2 separate regions of the Gossypium arboreum genome follow, and region 2 is linked to region 1. The links are chromatin contacts, called in public Hi-C maps. All regions are on one chromosome and are shown on one strand. The core of a region is the stretch at or near the end of the contact, and the rest is flanking DNA. Distances in the headings are between cores, read along the strand shown. Region 1 holds the start of LOC108457837. Region 2 overlaps LOC108460195.

Evidence for each region. Hi-C and Micro-C count contacts between places; a contact is called where the count stands out from the background.
Region 2: a contact with region 1 is called in a Hi-C map of leaf, with 4 times the contacts expected there. The contact joins the enhancer-like site here to the promoter of LOC108457837 in region 1. A contact is called at or near these places in 4 of 5 Hi-C or Micro-C datasets (all in leaf).

What each region holds. Positions count from the first base shown.
Region 1 is chr8:33,933,099-33,938,366 of ASM2569848v2, forward strand. LOC108457837 reads right to left here and starts at 2,545. Exons shown (of 6, transcript XR_008269445.1): 1 at 2,267-2,545; 2 at 1,071-1,773; 3 at 12-150.
Region 2 is chr8:34,006,243-34,011,510 of ASM2569848v2, forward strand. It overlaps LOC108460195, which reads right to left. Exons shown (of 27, transcript XM_017759592.2): 23 at 5,197-5,268; 24 at 4,642-4,870; 25 at 3,982-4,338; 26 at 3,737-3,810; 27 at 3,056-3,619. The coding sequence ends at 3,514. Among protein-coding and RNA genes, the nearest start is that of LOC108460195, 22 kb to the right of the region's middle. Within about 2 kb of position 2,994, at least 1 of the 2 cell types and tissues checked has an H3K27ac peak or open chromatin away from gene starts, as enhancers often do. A contact at or near this core is called in leaf, where this site is marked.

The DNA.
Region 1 (5,268 bases), core at 1,295-3,794:
CGAATATGTACCTAGGAGGATCGTGGTCATGATTTCCAGTCGTAGGAAAGCTCTTGGAAAACTGAACAGAAATCAAGCCTTCACTTGAACCAACCACAGCTGCAGGAGACCCGTTTAACATCACAGTTGCTCCACGTCTGGAACATATACCTACAAACAAAGCAATGTCTTTCACCACACTTTGGTAGCAGTTGGCTAGTACATAAAAGCTTACAACATCTTCATAGGAAGGGAGAACATAGGACAAGAATCAAACCATCTTCAGGACAACAATTCAAGTTGAAGGATGCTTCTTTGTAATATCAAAGAAACATTCATAACAAGAACTTTAAAAGCATTATATATGATACCGTACTTTGTCTAGGGAGAAAACTTTCAAGCATAATGATAACAGGCTAAAGGAATTGGTGACCAACCAAATTGACCAAAGAATTCTTGATACGAAAAGTTGACTATGATCTTTCATTAAGCTGGTAAAGATTTCTTACAATAACTAGGAGGTGACAACCATGAGCAATGTCAACTCATTAACAATTTCTTCTTGTCAACACTCCATTCACTGCTCAACAATATACAGAGAATTGAAGCAGCAGTTTTCGATTTTGTTTTCCTTTTCCAAGTGAAGGCTTATTCCAGATAAAAAAGAAAATGTAATGTGCTATATTTTACAGATGATTTTACAATACTTTGGGATTAGAGGAAAAATGCTCGATATCAAGGCACAACTATAATTGCAACAACCAAGAATTACAATGTCATTATACTAGACATGGTCAAAACAGAAATAGCTCATCAACGAAGTTAAGTGCCTAATCTATGTAATAACACAAACTAACCAAGCTAAATCTTTCTGGTAAATCAGAAATGACGACTCTCCGACAAAGTTATTTGTGCAAACCGGGAAACTGTATGTTACTCAAATTTGAAACACAACAAACTGAGGGGATTTTTTTATTCGTAGAATTCATACCGTGCAGTCCATGAAATTTATAATAGTCAAAGATTTTATCTAAGGACGAGAAAAATTCTTATTTAGGGTCCTTCCTTGGAGCTTGAAAGATGTCAAATACCTTGAAAGAGTAAGACGAAGCAAAAGAGAACCGTGATAACCATAGCATAAAGGCCACTGTTAGATGATGATGCCTTTGCTTCTTTCATCCTCCTCAATGTTTTAATCCGTTTCATCCTTGCACGTTTCCTCATGGCAAGTTCAGCAATCTCCCTCACCATCTTCTGGTCAGCAGCATCCAACAGCGGACCTTTCGGTGGCCGTGGAGGTTTGGGAGGCTTCCTAGTGCTTTTCTTCTTGCACTTCACTTCTGCTAAGTTCTTCTCTGCTACCGCCATGAGTTCATGATTCTCTTCTCCTTCCGAATTCTTGTCTACCAAGCATTCCATATTCTCACCCTCAACTCCGCCACCAAAACTGGAAGAACTACTGCACGAGTTTATGCCGGATTCACCCTTTCCTATCTTATCAAAACTCAAAAGATCGCTCCAAACTCCACTGAGAGTTCTCTTTGTTTGTAAATTCGATGGAACACGATCTTTTGTTCTTTCATCCTCACTGTTAATCCCACCACTTTCAAGATCTACTTCAATATCTCTTTCTCTTGTAAACAAGGGATCCATTCAAAAATAAACCCCAAATCCTTAAGATACTTAACTCCACTACTGCCAAGCTAAAATTCAGTCATGGTCTACATGAACTAATCCTTGACTTCAAAGAAATATCAAACAGCTCTAGGTCTCACCAAAAAATACCAACCAATCCTGCATTTGCCATTGAAATATTTCATATTAGTAGTAGGAAAGTACATGAAAACAATGGTCAATTCAAATGCTTACTCCAAGGACAAAAAGATAGCAAATTTATGAACCATGAATAGCTCAATTTTCATCATCAAAGACCCAAAGGAACAAACTAAAACATAAAGGAACTTGAAACAAATGATCATCTTTTAACTCCCCCAGAAAAATCAGTAAAGCTTGAAATTTGAAAAAAAAAAAAACTAATCCTATTTTTCGACAATCAGATGAGAGATTACAACCAGCTCCCAGTCTCTACGTCTAAATGAAACTATAAAATAAATTAAAAATTGAAATCGGAATAAAACCCAGAATCCCATACCCTTTAAAACAAAAACCCAGAAAACAAGGGGAAAATACGCTGCCGACAAAGGGGAAAAAAAACACTTCATCTAAAAAAAAAAAAGCAGAGACACATGAAAATAAGAAAATCGGAAGGAGAAAAAAAGGAATGTACCTTAAAAAGAGCTTAATTCGATGTCTGCAAGAACCATAAAACTAATAAAAATCCTTGGTCGATTTCGTCTAAGCTTATCTCTCTTTTTTCTGTCGTACGATTGACTAATTCCTTTTAAAAGGAAGTGGTCTTTTATATTTTGGAATGAAATAAAAACAAAAAAGGAGGAGGAAAATTAATTTAAAAACCAAAGCTTTCTAAAAATAAATAGTACATACCGCTAAAAAGACAATCAAAAACGAAAAACCAAAGGTAACAGTTGTTGGTTTTGTCGTGTTCGCCGATTAGCGAAGACGGATGAACGTGTCAGCTACTATGGCCTACGGGGTTGGTAACTGGCAGTTGCCGGTTGAATCATTAAATTTATGCCTTAATACTAATATGTTGGGAGAGTACTTAAATTGGTACCATTTTTTTCTCATATTATTATACTATTAGATTTGTAAAATAAATCTAAAATAAAATTCAATAAATCAAGATCTATCATGTCAAATTAATAAATTAAGAATAAAACTAAATCGGAAGTGTACCTGAATTCATAAATTCCTTGAAGTTTTACCGAATTTTAGGAATTTGATTTTTTAAATTAGCACACAAGAAATTCAGATAATATCTACTCTCTCTTCCCTAATGATGGGATATTAGAAAAGACATCTTGTGTATAATTTGGGACAATAACCCTAATATTTATAACATTGGCATATTAGTTCTAATCAAATTCTAATTAGCCCATCATTAATTAGAATTTCATTAGAACTCAATTACTAGAGTATTTACACATATTTGACCCATACTTTATTTAATAATTAAAGCCCAATAAAATTCTAACCAAATTAGATCACATTTAATTTGGACTAACCTATCATGATAGTAAATAATAACATGTAATCACCCTTATTATATATGTGATGTCCATATTTTTCCAACAATCTCCCACTTGGACTACATATATATACTAATTACTCTATAATTACATGTCATTATATAACCTTATGAGATCAAAATTTTACTATCATATCTAAAAGGTATTTCGAACAATCTCGCCCATTAATTATGTTAACATAGAACCAAGGCGACTTTCGTTACATATATCGTAACTAAATCCATCCATGATCTCGTATATTAACACAACCAAATGACATAGATCAAGTATGGATGTGTAGCATGGAAATTACATGCAATATAATCTAAACATGTCTATTTCCAACTGGTCCTCTTTAAACTTAAGTGAGGTCAGTTTCAAAACAATAAACAAAGTGAATAAACTGAATACTTCATTTCTTATCAGAAAATAACCAAATACATAAATGTCTGAAAACAAATAAAATATAAACTCCCACTAAACCATGATATCCTTAAACAATGTAACAATCATGTGAGCACTGTGCTCATGAAAGACCTTGGGTGGCAAACCTTTTGTGAGCAGATCCACTATCATGGAATTTGTCCCAATGTGCTTTATGGATATTTGACCATTTTGCACTCTTTCTTTTACAACTAGGAACTTTATGTCAATATGCTTTGACTTAGATGAACTCCTATTGTTATTGGAATACAACACTGCTGACTTATTGTCACAAAATAATTTGAGTGGTCTTTCTACATTCTCCAAAATGCGCAGCCCTGTGACAAAGTTCCGCAACCATGTTCCATGGTTTGATACCTCATAGCATGCTACAAACTCTGCTGCCATAGTGGACGAAGCTACAAGTGTCTGTTTGACACTTTTCCAAGATATAGCTCCTCCAGCTAACAGGTAAATATAGCATGACGTAGATTTCCTACTATCTTGGCATCCAGTGAAATCAGAATTAGAATACCCTATGGCCTCCAAAAGATCTGATCTTTTATAAGTAAGCATGTAATCTTTTGTTCTCTGAAAATACCTCATAACCCTTTTGGCTGCTATCCAATGGTCTATATCAAGGTTGCTTAAATATCTGCCTAACATCCCAACAATATACGCAATGTCCAAACGCGTACAAACTTGAGCATACATTAAACTCCCAATAGCTAATGCATAGGGAATCTTTTGCATTTTCTGAATTTCAAGGTTACTTTTAGGGCATTGAGTAAGACTAAATTTGTCTCCTTTTGTGACAGGGGTGTCACCTGGTTTACAACTCTGCATGCTAAACCTTTTGAGTACTTTATCGATATAGCTCTTTTGTGATAATCCAAGAATACCTCGAGATCGATCTCGATGTATCTAAATTCCTAAAATAAAAGAGGCGTCCCAAGATCTTTCATCTCAAAATGCTTAGATAAAAAACTATTGGTTTCGTGCAATAAGCCTATATCATTAGCGGCAAGCAAAATGTCATCAACATATAGAACCAGAAATATGTACTTACTCCCATTAAATTTATGATACACACAATCATCAACAATATTCATCTCAAAACCAAATGAAACAATAATTTGATGAAACTTATGGTATCATTGACGGGAATCTTGTTTGAGTCTATAGATGGATTTTGTCAATTTGCAAACCATATCCTTTGAGTCTTTTGACTCAAAATTTTCTAGTTGTACCATATAAATTGTTTCTTCAATGTCGCTATTAAGAAAAGTAATCTTAACATCCATCTGATGTAACTCAAGAACAAAATGAGCAACAAACGCCATGATTATCCTAAAGGAGTCTTTCGATGAAATTGGAGAAAAAGTCTTTGTAAAATCAATACCTTCTTTCTAAATATATCCTTTTGCTACAAGACGCGCCTTATACCTCTCCATATTACCATTTGCATTCCTCTTGGTTCTAAATATCCATTTACAACCAATTGATTTCGCACCTTTAGGTAATGGGACAAGTTCCTAAACTTTGTTGTCTTGCACAAACTTATACTCATCTTTCATGGCATCAATCCACTTTTAAGAATTAGAACTTTTCATGGCCTAATGAAAGTTGATTGGACCATCTTCCATCATTCCATTATCATCTTCATGTTCTTGGAGAAATACAACATAATCATTTGGAATAACATTTCTCCTTTCTT
Region 2 (5,268 bases), core at 1,744-4,243, 74 kb after region 1:
TCAACTGCATATTTCTATATCTTATCACGATGTTGGGATGAAGATTTTCTTCTCGTCGTGTTCTCCGATATTATGATGTTATTCTTTATTTCAATGTGAAATGCTAAGCATACTCAATACTTTTACATAAATTTTTGTAATTAAATATTATACTAACTTGAAATTGTTTTAGTCCACGTTCCTTCGTGGCTACGCTTGGTAGTTAAAAGAAGAGATATATATATATATATATATATATATTATTTTAATTTAAAATATATTATTAAAAGCTGTGATTATATCGTTGTTTGTGTAGTGTGAAATCGGCAGCTGCCTAGTATTTAGAGCGGAGGCCTAAATTTTGACTACAGTCTTCGCTACGTATTCAGACTCAGCCCTTTTTTATGCCTATAATATTGTTTGGTCAAATCTTTGAATATTAATAATATATTTACACAATGCCCTTTTTTATAACATAAAGGGTGCGAAATAAAAAATTGTGATAATACCTAAGTAAGTTTTAAAATTTTATGGCCAAAGCTAAAAATGGTGTATTATAATTGATTATATTGTTTTTTAGTGACAAAATATGTTTTTTTGTTTTTCATATAGGAAATGTGTTTGAAGGATTGAATTGAATTATTAGCACTTGGGAGGGTTTGGCTGTTCCCCTTATCCAATTATATATTTAAGAATGGTTTAATTTTGTTATTAATCCTGCGTAAATTATGAATTTTGTTTTTTACTTTACTTTAATTATTTTTAGTTTTTATATTTTTTAATTTTGAAATTTAAATCTGATTAAATAATATCAGTTAAATTTTTAAATTTTATTTAGTAAATGTATTATTACACGTGTAATGCTATATAAATTTATTATTTTTACATATTACTCATAAAAATATCATTTTATGAATTTAACAATTATTGCTTGCTTTAAGACTAAAATTTCAAAATTCAAAAAGTATAGGAACTAAGAATAATCAAATTGAAGAATATGAATTAAGTTTATAACTTACTCATAATATAAGACTAATAGTAGAATTTAACCAAATAAATTTAATTGCTACCTTTTGGATCGAACTGAAATTTTAAAATTAAAAAATATAAAAATTAAAATTCATCAACTCAAATAGTACATCGACTAAAATTGAACAGTTAAAATACAAAGATTGAATTTACAACTTATGTATAATAAGATAATTTAAACTTTAAGAAAACTTGATATCATTATAATTTTCATTTGGCAAAATAACTTATTTGGCCTACCAATTTTACAAAAATTCATCAAATCATCTAAAATAAATGTAAAATTAACGTGTCATACACATTGATTATGCTATAAATGTTATGTGAATAATTAATTAGTTTTAAAATTAACAAAAGAAAGAAAAGAAAGTCAATATATCTTAATAACTTATTCTTTTTATCAAGACCGGAACCAAAAGCATTAATTAATAAAAATAAACAAGAATTCCTCCCGCCTCTTTTCTCTCTTGCTTTCTTTCATTGAGAGTAAACTTTTCTAGAAGATTGACACTCATAGATTATTTTAACAAAAATATTTTAAATTTTAATCATTATTGATCTATTTTCTAAAATTTGTTAAAGTGGTCGAATCTATTTATTCTTATAACATTTAGTGATATGATTTGGATTATTATTTTTAATATATTAATCATGAATTTTATAAATTAAATATTTAGATGATGAATAAATAATAAAAAGGAGCAGCTTGACCCGAAACTGCTCTCATCCCTTCCACTGTTGGATATGGGTGGTAAGATAGAGCTAAACTTTTTAGTTTTGCTTTTTTAAATATTTTTGTGAATAAACAATCTCGTTTCTCGACCCCATTAGAAGTGGTGCACATGGGCATGGGGCAAGTCAATGCAAAAAAAACATTAGGGTTTTGACATGTTCAACTTAAACGTGATATAAATATTAATTATGTAATATAAAATATTGTATTTAGGGACAAATAGAGAGAAATGGGGTTTCAAAAGTGAGGAGACAAATCTCCAAAATTAAATGGTTGTTTGATGAAATCTTGTCTTTGGACCCCAAATCTTAGGGATAACATATTTCCATCCGTTGTTTTTTATCGGGTAAAAGTATTATAAAGATCTCTTTTGAAAAAATTAAATTATATTTTATTTCTTTACTTAAAAATTAAAAATTAATCCTAATACATTAAATTAAAAATAAGTTTTTTTGTTAAAAATATCATTTATTTTACTAATAAAAACTAAAGTAGTTGACAAAATACTAAATAATTACACTTGACATGTCATATGTCTCTCATTTTAATGTACAAAAAATAGTTTTTAACAGTAAACTAGTTTAAAACTTGATCCAACATACATAAATTAATTTGTCAATTTTTTTATCAAAAAGACAAAATACAATCTGACTTCTAATACAAAAACCTCTAATACAAAAACCTATACAATGCTTTTACCTCTTTTATTGTCTCCTCCCCATCACTCAGTTCTCTTACTTTCTACCCTTACCAAAGAAAAAAACACAAGTATCAATCATAAGTTGTTTGTCAATCTGATTTCAATTAAATTAAATATTAGAATATTTAAAAAAAAAACAATTCAACAGTCAACTTAAATTGATTTCTTATTCAATTTGTTTTCTTTTTTTTTTTTTCAATACTACTCAGTTCTCGATATGATCTGATTTCAGGGTGAAGACTGAATGAGGTTTTCAAGGAAAATTTAATTGTAGTAGAGCTAGTTAATACATCATCATTAGTTCTTGATAATATATTTGCTTTCATTTTAATTATGCCTGGCAACAAGTTATTTCCTTGCTAACAATACAAGTATGTACGCATCATTAATTATCCGGAAACTTCAGTTTCTATACTGTCTTACAATTTCATGTCTCATGAGTTCCATTTCATTCCCAAGCCTGAAACTAAAATCAAAAGATATTTCCTCTTACAGCTGGTAGCTGCTTAAAATATAACTGAATTAACTTCCATATCATATTATATAATTTTGCTGGTACGGATGCCTGTGGCATTTCTACTTTCCCTTCCTTCCCTAAACCTGTTCCACCAAAATTTAAACTCAACCCAATTTGATTTCATCATTAACTATGGTACCAAAATTGATCAAAACCCTAATCCAAACAGATGACTTTGAAATAAGATAAATCTATAATGACCCAACTCGAAAGAAATCAACCCTCGAACCCAAATGAGCCAAGCTCAAAAATATTTCAACCCAAAAGACTGCTGAGTTGGGCTACTTAGTTCATTGACATCTATGTTCATTTGCTTCTACAATGATACAGTCAGGTTCAATCCTACAAAGCTAATAAAGCCTATGAATGAACTCATCAAAGTGACGTTCTCCAAGATGTTACTGCTATCATCCAAATTAGTTTTATCATCTACCAAAACTCTCAGGTTTTTTTTTTTTTTTTGGGGGGGGGGGGTTGCGGGGAATGAACGAAATATAAACTTTTAACACTCTTTCTGAGCCCCAGAGTCGCATCCCTTTGGTGGAAAAGGGTTCTTCAAAAAGTCTTCTTTCTCACAACTGGCTTCCGTGGTTCTTTTTTTGCAGTTGTCATAAAACCAGGTGTTGGTATTCCCGTGGCGGCTTGGTAAATGTCCTTTAGTCTTTTTAAGAAAAAGTATAAAACACAGGAGAACATTATCAGAAATTATCCACATAAATATAAAATCTTTTAAGGCATATGAGGGAAAGAAGGGGGGGTCAAAGGATATTCAAGTTACCTTGGAATGCTGAGAAAGAGAATGATCACTGAAACTCCAACAATAAGAGGGAATACCGGTGCTGGAGTTAATTCCTATTGGTAAGCAAGACAAGCAAAAAAAGGAAAGTTCGATGGTAAACAGTAAGTACATATATAATCAAACATCATTGTAGTTTTAGTAGGACCACTCTTTTGTTATACATAGTTGCATAATCATTTGGAAAAAAGGGAACACATGCATGATTTTAACAAAATTAAACAAACCTGTTTGTGATGATACTCCTCCACACTATATTTCAGGGGACCGACATGAACTTGAGCATTCTTCTCTAGGTCAACCTCAATAACCTCCGACTCGAATTTGTGAGTGCTAGAAGGGAGATTGGATTTGAGCTGAACGGTATGTTTTCCCCTTGGCAAGTGCTTTACCTGGAAGAAGTTGGATAATGGCAGTTGGAAGACAGACTCTACTTTAGACGTGTCACCAGCTGACTTGATTTCTACCAATAAATGAGAATGTAATTCCCCAGTCCTATTCACTTCAACATGGCCACTTAAGATAGTCATCTCTGGTTCTTCAAAGACCAAAAATTCCAGTCCCTTGATATCGTTATTCCCAACCTGGAAAGTGATTAATCAATCACATACACATCAGAAGTTTAAAACTTAGTAGCCCTAGTATTGTCGATGGAAATGATTTTCTGAAAAAAATGAGATTTCGATTTTGAAGAAGCTTCACCCAGTTGATCATGAATTATATAACTTCAGTTCCAACTACAATTGTGATGATGTCAAATTCAAACATTGATACAACAAAAGCTTCATACAAAATAACATTTAAGGTCTTAAAAGAGCTTAAACACATTTAAGAATTAAGACAAAAACCCAAAAAAGGGGGAAAAAGCTCCAGCAAATAGAACCAACCTTTACAGGAACAGATTCAGGAGATGCTCGCTCAATTTTAGCACTACCCAAGCCATCCTTCTTCACAACTTTGATTGAATACAATGCGTCAGGAACCAGTCCTCGCAGACGATAACCCCCAGATGAATCAGTTACTGTCTCCTCATAGTAGCCTTTTGACTCTGAGCGGGCCTCAATTGAGACACCTTCTTTTGGTTGGCCAGACAACAAAGTTACCGTGCCCATTGCACTGCAGAGAAATTAAACTGCCTTAAACCCATGCACAGTACTTCGGGTCTGACATAAGCTAGACATTTTCAAGAAATATATACTATGTTTTGCAGTGATGTAGCAGAGAATCTTAGAAGTTTGGATTGTAACTCAACTATAAAGGAGAGTTGGAAAAAATGCTGAACATATCACCTAAATTAAAAAACTTAAATTTAAGACAATTTAATGTAAATAAGAGCCAGGAAAAATATATAAAAAACTTATCTTCAATAATACCATTGAAGCATGCGCTTAAATGTTTACAATGCCAAAAAGGCAACTGGGGAGTTAAAGCAAAAGAAAAACCTGTAAGCAACACGTGTAGCATGGAAAACAACTTCTCTAGATTCTCCAGAGCCAAGTTCTATTGCCTGTGCT